3 separate regions of the Mus musculus genome follow, and all the other regions are linked to region 3. A link is a contact called in public promoter capture Hi-C data. All regions are on one chromosome and are shown on one strand. Each heading gives the region's core, a stretch centred on a gene start, on an enhancer-like site or on the middle of the called end of the contact. The rest is flanking DNA. Distances are from core to core; before and after follow the strand shown.

What was found. Promoter capture Hi-C pulls out the DNA fragments that hold promoters and counts their contacts.
Region 1: a promoter capture Hi-C map of liver shows a contact between it and region 3, with 3 times the contacts expected there. The contact joins the promoter of Foxd1 here to the promoter of Lncenc1 in region 3.
Region 2: a contact with region 3 is called in a promoter capture Hi-C map of hippocampal neurons, with 5 times the contacts expected there. The contact joins the promoter of Arhgef28 here to the promoter of Lncenc1 in region 3. A contact is called at or near these places in 7 of 39 promoter capture datasets (the 3T3-L1 cell line, cranial neural crest, embryonic stem cells and 3 more).

What each region holds. Positions count from the first base shown.
Region 1 is chr13:98,352,688-98,356,943 of GRCm38.p6, reverse strand. Foxd1 (forkhead box D1) reads right to left here and starts at 2,699. Exons shown (of 1, transcript NM_008242.2): 1 at 239-2,699. The coding sequence starts at 2,324. The coding sequence ends at 954.
Region 2 is chr13:98,204,397-98,208,568 of GRCm38.p6, reverse strand. It overlaps Arhgef28 (Rho guanine nucleotide exchange factor (GEF) 28), which reads left to right and starts at 2,404. Exons shown (of 36, transcript NM_012026.2): 1 at 2,404-2,496.
Region 3 is chr13:97,432,274-97,436,841 of GRCm38.p6, reverse strand. Lncenc1 (long non-coding RNA, embryonic stem cells expressed 1) reads right to left here and starts at 1,872. Exons shown (of 2, transcript NR_110432.1): 1 at 1,750-1,872.

The sequences.
Region 1 (4,256 bases), core at 1,450-3,949, 920 kb before region 3:
TATCTAGCAAAGTAACGGCTTTCATTTGCTGTCACTAAAAACAAGTTCTGTGCAGCGGATGGCTTTGACTTGGAAAGTTTAAATGAAGAAGAACTGTGGCAGCATGGTATCCCGGTTTTGTTAGTCTTTCTTTGAAAGTACTATTTAAGTAGATCCTGGACTGAGTTCAGACTCATCTATTCCACCTTTTTCTTCTTAACAGAAAAGAAACTAAGAAAGGGACAATTCAGCCAATTACTTAGGTGGCTTTTCTTTGAAAATTAAGCATTTTATTTCTGAAAAAAAGTGTAAAAATCTTACATTAGAATAGTACAATAATAATTGCCAGTAAAATTTACAATACTCCTTGCAAAGAATACGTAGTAAGTACAAAATAAAAATTCCGCATGTCCATTATGATACAAAACACAGGTTAAAAATAGGAAATGGTAAATTTCGACTTATTTCTTGTGTAAACATGTTAATTTTTTTTCTTTCCATGAAAAAAGTCTACCAAACAAGTGTGAACAAGTAGAGGCATTTCTTGGAGACTTTTACTGGTTTTCTATAAGCTGCATTTAAACATTACTGATTTTTTAAAACGCCTGGACCTGAGAATCTCTACACCTCAAAAAGGGCTTAGTTTTGATGATTTTGCTTGTTTTGTTTTGTTTTTTCTCAATTTGTCAAAAGTCAAGGAAATTCCTAGTGCCAAGACAGAGCGACTCCCCTCCTTCCCACCCCAAGTCAGGGTTGCAGCATAGGGCGATTTTGCATAAATAGATGGACCCTCTGAGCTAAACTGCGCGGCGCCCCAGCTGTCGCCCAACACAGTCTGGTCCAAGAATCCGAAGCGGCGAAAATGGGGGGCGCGGGGTCTCCGAGGACCGGGAGGGGCGAACGAAACCAACCCCCCCATCCGGAGAAAGAAGCCGGGAGTCCTACCTTCGCTCTCCCGCGCGCTAACGACGTTCCTAACAATTGGAAATCCTAGCAGTAAAGTTCTCCACACTGGACAGCGCTGTCCCTTGGTGCAGAGTCCCCAGCGCGGCGGACGAGGACACGGAGGAGGCGGCGGCCGCGGCGGCGACCACGAGCGAGCGGGTGAGCGCGACGGCGGGACCAGCAGCCGCCTGTACTGCGCAACCCCCGCCCCCGGGTCCCGGGGCGGTCCCGCTGGCGGCCCCGGACGAGACGTGCGCCCCGGCGGCCGCGGGACCCCGAGTGCGCCCGATGAGGCTCTCGATGGAGAAGGGCGAGCGTGCGAGCGCTGCGGCGCCCGGGCCTCCCGCCTTGACTGCGGCCGCCTGCAAAGGGCCGGGCAGGGCGGCAGCCAGCGCGTGTGACCGGTAGCCGAAGGCGGTCCGCGCCAGCTCGGCGGCCGCACCGGGAGGCGGCGGCGGAGGAGGAGGAGGCGGCGGGGGCGAGTGCGGATGGAAGGCGGCGGCGGCTGCCGCGGCGGCGGCAGCGAAGAGCGCGGAGGGCGGCGCGCAGGGTGGCAGCTGCAGGCCGTAGGCGCAGCCGTAGGCTCCGTAGCCGCAGGCGGGCGGTGGCGGCGGCGGCGGGAAAAGCGCGGCGCCCGGGTCCCCTGCGCCCGCCGCCGGCCCCGCACCGCGCAGCAGCAGCGCCTCGGCCGCCGCGTGGGGAGCGAGTAGCGGCTGGCGCTTGAAGCGCTTGCGGCGCCGCAGGAAGCTGCCGTTGTCGAACATATCTGCGGACTCCGGGTCGAGCGTCCAGTAGTTGCCCTTGCCCGGGTTGCCCGGTTCGCGCGGGATCTTGACGAAGCAGTCGTTGAGCGACAGGTTGTGACGGATGCTGTTCTGCCAAGCGGGGAACTTCTCCCGGTAGTAAGGGAAGCGGCTGCTGATGAACTCGCAGATCTCGCTGAGCGTCAGGCGCTTCTTGGGGCTCTGCAGGATGGCCATGGTGATGAGCGCGATGTACGAGTAGGGCGGCTTCACCAGCGGATTCTTAGCGCCCCCGCCCGTGCCCGCGCCCGTACCACCTCCCGCGCCGCCTCCCGCTCCGGCGCCGCTGCAGCCGCCCGACCCGGTCCCCGGGGCGGGCGCAGGACCCGGAGGCGCGGGGGACGCGGCGGGCCGGGAGGCCAGCAGCAGGTCATCGTCGTCCTCCTCCTCCAGGTCCTCGAGATCGTCCTCCCCGGCGTAAGAGCGCCTCCGCCGCTGGGCCGAGCTCGGCAACCGGGACCCGCCGCCGCCGCGGCCGCCGCCGCCCTCGTCGTCATCGTCCTCCTCCTCCTCGTCGTCCTCGCCCTCCCCCACCACGTCGATGTCTGTCTCCTCCGCGAGGCCGGAGGCATCGGACATCTCCGTGCTCAGGGTCATAGCTGGGGCGGCGCGGTGGCGCGGCGGCACATAGGGGCACCGGGCTCCCGGCTCCCTGGCCTCCCCAGGCCGATCCCGGAGCGGCGGACCCGGAGCGAGGACGCCACTCTGCGACGCGCGGCTGCAGGAGGTGGCTGGGGCCGCTCCGCTCCGCTACTTGGCGAGCAGGGCTGTGCGAGGTGTTTGCGCTCCCCGGCTCGGCGGGCACCGGGTGGCGGGCGCTCTAGACTTGACCTTTTCCACTGTGGTCCCTTTAGCCCGGTTAGTCCAGGAGGGGGTGGCTGGACCCTGGCGGGCCAGTCGGTGTCGGGCGCCCAGAAGGGCGCGGGAGGAGTGAGAATCTAGAAACGGAGCTCGGCAAGGCCAGGGCTGAGTCCAGAAGAGGGCGGACCTTGTCTGTGCTTATAGCAGAAGGGGGCCTGTCACATGGTGTGCACGTCAGAGCGCGGCCCAGGGAAGGAAAAGAAAGGCGAGGGAATCGGCGTGTAGGAAGAGAAAGTTCACCCGCAGGAGGGGCAGCAGCAAGAGTTGGAGACTGAAGCCCACTATTTCTTGCCAAGATATTGGCTATCCTGAATCCCACCCTAGCCAGCCGCGAGCCGACCCGAGAGCTACAGGAGTTCAAACCCCCAGCCTTATTCTCCCGGATTAGCCCTCAACCCTAATCTCAAGCGCTCCGGGGACGCTTCGATTGGACAACCCAGTGGCCTGTAGGAGTCATCCCACTGGGGACAACTGCTCTATGTGTGAGGTGCTCACTGGAATATTGAGCGAGGGAGTCTGGTAGGGTGTCCCAGCTCTCTGGACTGGGCCAGTCTCCGCCTGTGGAATCTGATGAAAAATCCCCCATTTTGAGCACGGTAATAATTGTTTATTGACCCTTTAACCCTTTCCCTTCGGTTCTTCTCCAAAGACGTTTGTTTTCCGCCATCTGTTAATAAAAATGCGGTTAGGCTGGCGTTTTGGTCATTTATCTGCAATTGAATGCCCTAGAGACTTGACAGCTAAACTAAGCCACTCTAATGAGAGCATCTCACAAATTCCATGGGAATAGAGCAAGCAATGGTTGAATGAGGAAAAGAAATAGAAAATTGTAATGAAAACCCAAACACACACAGAAATTACACATAGCAGCAACTCAAACACTGTTGAGATGTTAGGAAAAAGAGCGCTATACTTTTCAATAAAAGGTATTTCTAAAGGAGCATTTCACACTACTTTCTAAATACTGGAATTATTATAACTTACACACAGTGTTGTTCCGGAAGGATTGATAGTAGAAAGGACAGTAGCAAAGATGAACTTTGAGATCAATTTTTTATTTTGGAAAATACATTAAATGCTTTTTATACTCTTTTTTTTAAAAAAAAACCCGACTTTTAAATTTTAAATGCAGGATGCAACTCCACTCGATTCATTTTTCTTCCAAGTGGCAAGCTAATAGGGATGATTAAAGTATTATTCTGTTTTAAGGTCACCTGTGTTTACCACCAGCTAAATGTTTTGTTCTGGCTGGCGGGAAATCCGAATAATTGTGTAATCCGAATTCATTTTGATAGCCTAGCTTTCTGGATGTTTGCCTTTTCTGAGATGTTTCGATTTCAAATAGGGAACTTTGCCTTACCAGTTTAACTTTCTGGTTAAAATCGCCATTTGCCAAGAACTGAATAAAAATTCAATGGCTTTCTCTAGGAACAATCTCAAATGCTCTGTGTGTCATTGTATCAACCAAGTGTTTCTTACTTCCTGAAGTGACTTGTTCTAACTGGTATTCATCACAAAAATAAGCTGTTGCCCCATCTAATACTTCTTTTCAAATCAGATTTCGTTTTCTCCAATGGGTAACCACCAGTTCCACTTGTAAATGGTCTGTAAAGTCTACTAGAGATCTTTAAAAGATCTATGAGAATGCCTTGCGATCTGAACGCGTTG
Region 2 (4,172 bases), core at 1,155-3,654, 770 kb before region 3:
CTCAAAATTATTAGTAAAGGAAATAAAGTGTAAGGAAATATTAGGTGGTAGTGGAACTGGAACTAATTTTAACCCACCAATGTTTGCAAATAGTGACCGACAGTTCCCATACTGCATCACTGATTTAAAAAAAATAACTAACATGCAATATTCCCCAGGTGCTCTGGGCCAGGACTGGAGATCACCAGGGAAGCAGCAGTCTTTGTCCTCGAAAGGGCAAATTGAAGACAGAGTAAGAATTTTAATAGTCCTTCGTATGACAGCAAGTATAGGCAGGTGCTGTGCTGTGTGATAAGACAAAGGTCAGAGTGTGGAAGAAGGCATAACAGTGGAGAAGGGACTTAGGGAAGAACCTGTGTCAAATAAAGGCTAAAGATGAATAGAGGTTGGACCTCCAGATGAACTGGGAAACTGCGGAGGACTCATGGGAAAGCTGGGCCGATGCCAGTGGAATTACCCACCTGCTAGCTTCCTGGCTGAATGTTTCTGGTCTGTGACCTAAGAACAGGAGAGCTTGAATTTTAAACACATGCATTTCCAGCCTAGCTCAGTCCCAGTGTGTCCTGAGCGACCTGTATCTGCAGAATAGACAAGCAGATGCAAACGGCTATTTACACAGGGATAGCTTTCTGCCTCAGGCAGTTACTGCTTCTCTCAAGGTTGGCGGAGCATGTGGCTTAGAGTTTGAACCTAGAGAAGTTGAAAGCCAAGTACTTATTTAAATATTGATCACGCTCAGTGCCTGAGAGAGAGCAAGAAAACTGCAGCCGGTGGGATTACATGTCCTCTACAATCATGCTGAGAGCATTAGGGACAGTCTCCCTCCGTTTGCTTCTTTTTCGTGTGGAAGAGAGCCTTGGGCTAATGTCTTACAATACCTGTTCCTCTTCCCACAATTCCTTGCCTCTCTCAAGCTGTATATGACAGAATCAACTAAAGAAGAAGAAGAAGAAGAAGAAGAAGAAGAAGAAGAAGAAGAAGAAGAAAAAGAAACAAAAGAACAACAGCAACAGAGGGATCAACAAAGGCTTCTTTTACAAACTTTTCCGCTAACAGGCTTGAAAACTACTTGTGTGTGGTGTGTTGATTCAGCCAATCTCCAGTTGACTTTTTCACATTGAAAATATTGATGTTCGAGAAAAGTGTTATTGCTTTTATTTTTTATCTTCGGGACTTCGTAGTTCTTCAGTGGAGAACACTCTTCTTTGGGACCTAAGGTTCTGCAGTGTGACATCAGAGGATATGAATACAAGTGTCAATACTGCAAGGCCAATGTCAGGTCCTTTATAAAGAAGGAAGGGCAGCGTTTGCCCTAAGACAGGGCTAAAGACCTCAGACCCTGGGTTTTGTTTTTTTGTTTTTGTTTGATTTGTTTTTTGTTTTTTTGGTTTTTTTTTGCCATCCTGCCATTCTTTAGGCTCTGGTTAAACAGGTATGTTAGGAGGGTGGCCCAGGGCATCTGGCAGTGATGGTTTGGGACGGGCCAACACATCTCTCCTGTCCATGTAGTCGGTCTGTCTTCTTGAGAAAAATAAAGGTAATATTAAAGGAACTTAGAAAAGTAGACGCTTAATTTTATCTTTAAAGCTGGAATAATCATCTTAAGCTTATTTTATAGTAAGCTGTACAATGGCGAGACTTTTCACTCGGGACAACTCAGTGCTAAGTGCCTCAGTGCTTTAAGATCCAAGGGGTCCTTTCACATTGTTAGGTGTTGTAAAAGTGGCTATGGCTTTCTCAAAAACAAACAAACAAATGTTGGTGCCGTTTAGGCACCTGTTTGCATAAACGCATAGGGAATCGAGCCTGCAAAGCTTTGGGCCAGAGGAACCTCCATCATCCTCATGAATTAGAGGGAGTCGGCTGTTTTAAAATAGTACTTCCTATTGTAACAGACCCGGGCACTATTATGTCCCGGGTGTGGTGGCTTTGAGCTGAGGACAACCCGAGCCTCCCTCTGGCCTGGCACGGCTCCCTTTAGGAGCCGACCGGCCAGCTCCTTCCTCCGGCGCCACTAGGGCGTGGAGGCCCCCGGGGCGAGCGGGCGCCGCCGCCGCTAGGGTGCAACCCTGCCCTGGCCCAGCAGGTCCCGCTCCGTGCCCGCCGCCGGAGGAAAGCCGAGGCGACCGGCCGCCGCCCCGCGAAGGGAGGGGGCGGCGGAGCCGCAGCAGCTTCAGGTTTCCTCCTGGAGCTGGTGGCGGGCGCGGCCATGTGATGAGGCGGCGACGAGCCCGGCTGGCCAGAGGTGGGCAGGCGGGGACCAGGGGGCGCAGGGGGTGGCCCCAGCTGTGGGCGCGGCGGGCGGGCGAGCGGGGGTGGGGTGGGGTGGGGGGAGCTGCGGCTCCGCCCCTCGGTGCGGCCAGCGGAGCGGAGGGGCGTGGGCAGCTGGGGACCGGCTTCCCCGCTCCGGGCGACGCTGGCCGGCGGGTCGCCCTCGGCAGGCCTCGGGGACAGCGCCTGGCCAGGGCTCCTGGCGTTCCCGAGCCACAGCTCCAGGTAAAGGCGGATTACGGGAGCCATCCCTCTTGTCTCCCCGCAGCCCTGGGCGAAGTTTGCCCACCGGAGTTCTCAGGGGACAAAGTTTCTCTAGGGTCCCCGAGGACGCAGGGGTCTGCAGAGGTGGTGAAAGGCTGCACTCTGTCGGCTGGGCAGCCCGAGGAATGGGCGCCGCCTCCTGGTACCTGGGGATGGCAACAAGTGCATGGCGCTGCCGGGTCGGAGGCAGCAGCTGTGAAGCGCAAACGGGAGGCAGCGGCCACCCCTCACCCTCTCGGGCAAGCGGGGTGGGAGGGGGCAGAGGGTGACGGAGCTCAACCAAAGCTAGTTGCAAGCGATGGAAATCAGAGGCAGGCGGCTGGAGAAGGGTGAACCTCGAGAGCCTGGTTCTCCTCTTCCCATCTGTGTTTCTGGCCAGCTTCACCTATATGCTTGGTGTGTGTGTGGGATGTACCCCAGACTGCTGGTCAGTCTCAAGTTCAGGACATTTATTTCTTGTGGAAACGTTTGCTGAGTTTATAAAAGCATCTATGGTCATCTTGTTTGGGAGGGGCTTTTAGCATTGGGTGGGAATCCGTGCGCTTGTGCCATGAGTTTCTCTGGAATACTCGGTTGTGGGTGGTAGGGGTCACAGGTGGAGAAGGCGTTCTCGCTTGCTGTGAGCTCTGTGAACGCTGGGTGTTCAGACCACCCAGGAAACCCAGCTCTGGTTTCCCAGACACCAGTTAGGTTTCTAAGGGAGACTACTTTAGGAGCCCACAGAGCCTGCCTATTGGTTGCAGCTGGGTGGGCCCAGGGGAAGGGTAACATCTGTGTTTGCTAGCATCTGACTCCCTGACCCCTGCTCAAGTGCCAGCCTCTACACACTCCAAGTTGTAGAGATTGAGCACTCGATTCTGCACCAAGCAGTCAAGAATTACAGTTATAAAGAACGGACACACTGCTTTTCTGTACTTTGCCCTCTCGTGTTCCTAGACCCTGAAGCTGTCTCAGTAAAATGAAATTCTATTCTCAACAACACAAACAAAATCAAAGGCTTGCCCTAGTTAGGCTCTGTGGAAACCACTTTGAACACGATAATTCAAGCTCTGATAACCTTTCCTGGGAAGCTTTCCATAGCTCTATTTTGAGTTTTTATGTGAATGTTAAAACAAATAGGTGTTTGTCTAATCTTGATGAATAGTAGCGCTAACTCCTTTGGAGTGTTTGAAGGAAGAGAACATTGCAGATGCCTTTTGGAGAGGTTGTAGCATTTCAAAGTGATATTCCGATGCAGACTTTATAGTGATTATGCATAATTATTTTTGATTATAGAACTTGGATAGCATCATACTTGATACTTTGTGGTTTGGGAAACTGAGGCACAGAACTAGTTCTTGGGTAAGGGACTCTGGGGCGTGTCCCGGCTAATGTGACATGAGACTGGAGAACAGAGAATCAGTGTTTGCTCTGCTTTGGACTGTTTTTTCCCTTATCAGGGCGGCACAGCCAGGCCAATGGCCAGCAGTTTGTCTAACAGGTGTGTTGGAGGGACTTTCCTCTGAAGTACCGTCTGCCTCTAAGCGGTTAAGAAACACTTAAAGGTACAGAAGGAAATCAGAGTCGGCGACGAAGGTTCTGTGATATCTCATTAGCCCTGTTAGGGTTTCAATATATATATATAATTTGGAAAATTC
Region 3 (4,568 bases), core at 623-3,122:
GCTGGGACTGCAGGTGTGTGCTCCCTGACTTTTCAATAGAAGGTAACCCTAAAGGAATACTTCATGTTTCCATATTTTTTTTTTGCAGATGTTGTTCTCAGTCGGGGCTCACAAGCTCTAACGTGATGAATCCCTTGGACACCGACATCTCCTGTGATGAATCTGCTCAGGAGAGAAGCTTGTGCCCTGCTCACTGCCTGGCATGCGCCTTTAGTGGAGAGAATTTTGTTAGCCTTCTTGTCTCTTTTAAGCTAGCTAGTCCTAACGTGGCCAGTCCTCCAAAGCTCAGGCGCTCCATACCTTATGGGCAGAAGAGATTGTTATTGCTTGCACTGAGCTTCACAAAGGAAATCTTTTAGTACATACTTCACCAGTCGGCCTTCCTCAGAACTGAAATGCAAAGACAGAATGGAGGAGTTGGACAGAAGGTTGCAAACATTTACATGACAAACTAGCCTCTCAGAATCCACCAGGGGAACCAGTCACCAGTATTCTAGTACTTTCCTGTCATCTACAAAAATCACTCACAGTCTTTACTAAATACGATTTATAAAAAATGGCCCCTGCAGCTGCCGCAGATATCTCCTAGGCCGGCAGAGATGGGAGGGCGGGACTCGGCTAGAGCTAGAATCCTTGCGGTCTCCGGGCTACGACCAGGCAACAGCTTTCCCAGGACGATCCTAGGAAGAAGGCAGGATGCTCCCCTGGGGAGTTCCGGGGGGCAGGGGAGCTCTGCCTGGACCTAGAGATGGCTGCATCCCAGCAGGGTGGTGACCTTTTGTTTCTACTGGTTTTCAAAGACACCAAGGTTTTGTTCTTAATTCACACGCGCGTGCGCGCGCACACGGGAGAGAGGGAAGGGGGCGGGGAAGAAGGAGTGAGAGAGAAGAGAGAATTAGGACCCAACTAATCCAGCAACAAGCTTGTCCTGGCACCTTGAGAGGTTAACCAATTTCACTCTCCTGTAACTGGAGCGAAGCCTTTCTTTTCTCCCTGAGGGGGACAGAACAGGGTCCCCTCTCTGCAGCCCCCACCCCACCCCCCAGAGACTCAGCTTTCCTGAACAATAACCCAACTGTCTGGACAGGATGGGAAACTGTCTCAGTGAGTTGGGAGCCCACCCTTGTACAAACCCAGACATGCACAAAAAGTTCCGCGTTTCACCGCAGGAAGTGAGGACGGTGGCTTCAGGCATCATTAATCATTTTGAAGCGATTATTCTTAAAAGGGAGTGAAAAAAAAATACAAAGATGCAGCTTGAGTTAGTCATGCCCAATAAAAATCAGCACTTCTCCAAATCGTATTTCCCTGAATCCATGTGGAACGTTTAAGAGCACTCTCCACTGACAAGAGTCCAGACCAGATAGGGAGTCTGTTTCCTCTGTAATTAGAACTCCCTCAAATACTTGGGACCTGACAGGGCTAGATAGGGAAGGGCGCGTGGGGTAGCGGCGAAGCTTTATTTCCTCTGCCTTCCAGCCCAGGAATGCACAACACATTTTAACAAGAAGATAAAGCAAGAACAATTTAGGGTTTTGCGTCCTCGGGGAATCTTTTTTACACCCCCCCCCCAATTGAAATTCCGTAAAACAAAGCTAAGAACAATCCTGCTTTGTCTCCTAATTGAGCTAGGGAACTGTGAAATCCCCTACCCCACCCCCATCACCTCACCAGGCCCCGAGCCCAGCAGGCAGGGGCCGGGAAAGCAGTAATTCCCAAGATTGCCTGCCCCATGGGGTGGGTGCTTACAGAGCAGGTCCATCCTGAGCGGTCATTCAAATCTGCTCACCCTTACAGGAAACACGCCCCGGTCCAGGCCTTTGAAGTAACAGTGTGTCACCAGCAGAAGGAAAGTGATCGCTAGAAAATGAAATCTACTCCATCCTTTCAAAGACATTGCATTTCCTGTGATTCCTGGGTCCAGAGGAAATGCACTCGATGAAATTGAATTAATTTTTTTTTTCCTCCTGAAGTCACCTGGTCTGCCAGAAGCCTCTCTCATCAGTTCCCTCTCACTGAGCCATTGGCCGAGTCCCCAATTTATTCATTTATTTCTTAATCGAGATATCTAGAGCAGAAATCACAGGATATATGTAGAAAACTGCCCCCCTCTTACCATGGCTCCCTCCTCACTCCTGCAGACACTTCACAGGTAAGTGAGCCTAGGGGCTGATGCCACAACCTTCCTCTCCATCCCCCGGGACCATGTTTGTCTATTTTGTTGGTCAGATTTGATTATTATTTGTCATTTTTCTCCTAGCTTAGCCCCCCCCCCCACACACAGAGTTTTTGTACAGTCCCAGGAAGACCCTTAAAAATGTGCTGAGTCACACTGACTTCTAGGAGTTTCAGGGAGGAGCAGGTATCTATCTGTAACCCTGTAGACTGATATTAAAGAGCCTAAGCCGGGTAACCCGAGTGTCCACAGGGGCATGCGGGGCAGCCTGGGGTATTCAGTCAGAGCCAAAACAGGGCAAAGACGTTTGGAAGATGGGATGTAAATGTTCATTTAGGCCGAAAGATGGTGTCCTGCAGTGCAATTAGGACCCAGCCTGGGAAGTCAATGCCCCAGCGGCTAGAGGAGAGAGCTGAAAAAGGAAACCCGCAGCAGAGATGGCAGATGGGTAAAGAGTTACATCATCCAGAGAGGGCAGTCAGGTAAGGAAGAATTTTAAGGATATCAGAAAGACTAGATTGGAAATGGATGTTAATATGAATAGTGTTCAATGGATAAAGATAAATACAAAACTAAGCATTACTCTGTGTTGGTTTTCAGACCGTGGACAAAGCGTTGAGGTGCATATTTAACATACCAAAGTGGATCTGGCCTTCAGGTTCTCCCAGCATCCTTCAGTCTCAACCTGGGTCTCTACCTACCCTCTACATATCCTCTACACATTCCGCTGGCATATCTCCCTCCCTTCTGTCTCCCTCCCCACGGTGACTTTCCTGGCCTCTATCCTTGGGATCGGTGAACTCACTAACCCAGGAAAGGTTTTCCAATAACCTGCCTTTAGATATACTCTAATCTGGCTTAATTTGGCTCGTTTCATGAAATAACTTTTGCTTGTTTGTTTGTTTGTTTGTTTGTTTGTTTTTCGAGACAGGGTTTCTCTGTGTAGCCCTGGTTGTCCTGGAACTCACTCTGTAGAGCAGGCTGGCCTCAAACTCAGAAATCCACCTGCCTATGCCTCCTAAGTGCTGGGGAAATAACTTATTGCTCTGTAATGAAGTATTTAGGAAAAAGGGATGCTAAAGGGTGATATTTTCAAAGTTTCATGTATCCCAGGCTGGCCTCATACCCACTGTGTTGGATCTTGGGACATCTTTGAAGTTCTGACCCTCTTTCTCCTGCTTCTTGGGTGCTGGGATTGCAGGCACATCCTAGTATACCATACATTTGTGATGGATCTAAGTGGAGGTCTTCATCTGTGCTGGCAAGGACTCTCCCAGTGGAGCCGCATCCCTGGCCCCCAGACACTGACTTTTCAGTACCATCCTCTATTCCAGGAAACCAGAGCCTCCTGAACAAACAACTGAATCCAAAACAGAAACTTAGAAAAAGTCAGATGAAGATACTATCTTGCTATGCCAAAAAGGATGCGCTCAAGAAGAAAGATAGAGATGTTAAAGGAACAAACATCAGCCTGACTGAACTCCCACTGGCCACTGAAGGACAATATGAGCATCAAAAAATCATACTATTAGTAGATGAAAATTCGTTGGATGAAATGGGCAACTATGAATTCATTCTGAAGCCAGAAACCGATTGGAAGCTTGATGCAGGGCAAGATCGGGGTAGGGGGATGGGAGTGGGAGAGCAAGAGCCTTCCCTGCTAAATGCTTAACAGATTCAGGAGAGAAAAGAATGGCTTTTAGCTAAGGAAGCCTAGCAGACAGGAAGCTAAAGGAGTGGTCACCAGGAATGTCATCAGCTTTGTGATCTGTGCCACCTGCTAAGACACTAAAGAGAACCCCAGTCACTTCTAGACGGTCTCTCTCCAGAAGGCTCAACCCAGATCTGATTACAAAAGCACAGAGGCACAACCTCAAGAGCAGGTGGATGGTAAGGCCATTGTCGGTCACAAAGCAAGGGGAGGTGCCTAAAGAGATGGCTCAGCAGGTAAGAGAGCTCGCTGCTCCTCCTGAGGTTCCCAGTTGCCATGCCGAGTGGTTCACCACTGCCTGGAACACCAACTCCAAGAGTAGCCCACCAAAGATCCCAGACACCATTTATAGACAACGGAAAGTCTGTTCCACCCGGCCGGTACTATACTCCACAACTCCGGTACTATACTCCAGTACTCCAGAATTCCAGCCAACTAGTACTATATTCCAGTACTCCGGAACTAAGTGTAGCCCTGAGCACTTAGACCAAGGGGCTTTTAAAAGCAAAAAACTGCATCCTGGCTTCTGGCTGGGCAGCTACAGGGGTGTTCCACAAAAGCAAGCAGTTTATCCCAAGCTTAGATACCTGGAGGGGATTCTGCTGAAGGAAGCAGTTTAACAGAAACTAAGTTAGCCAGGGCATCTTGACCTCAGGTTCCTAGAATAGAGTTCTGTCAATT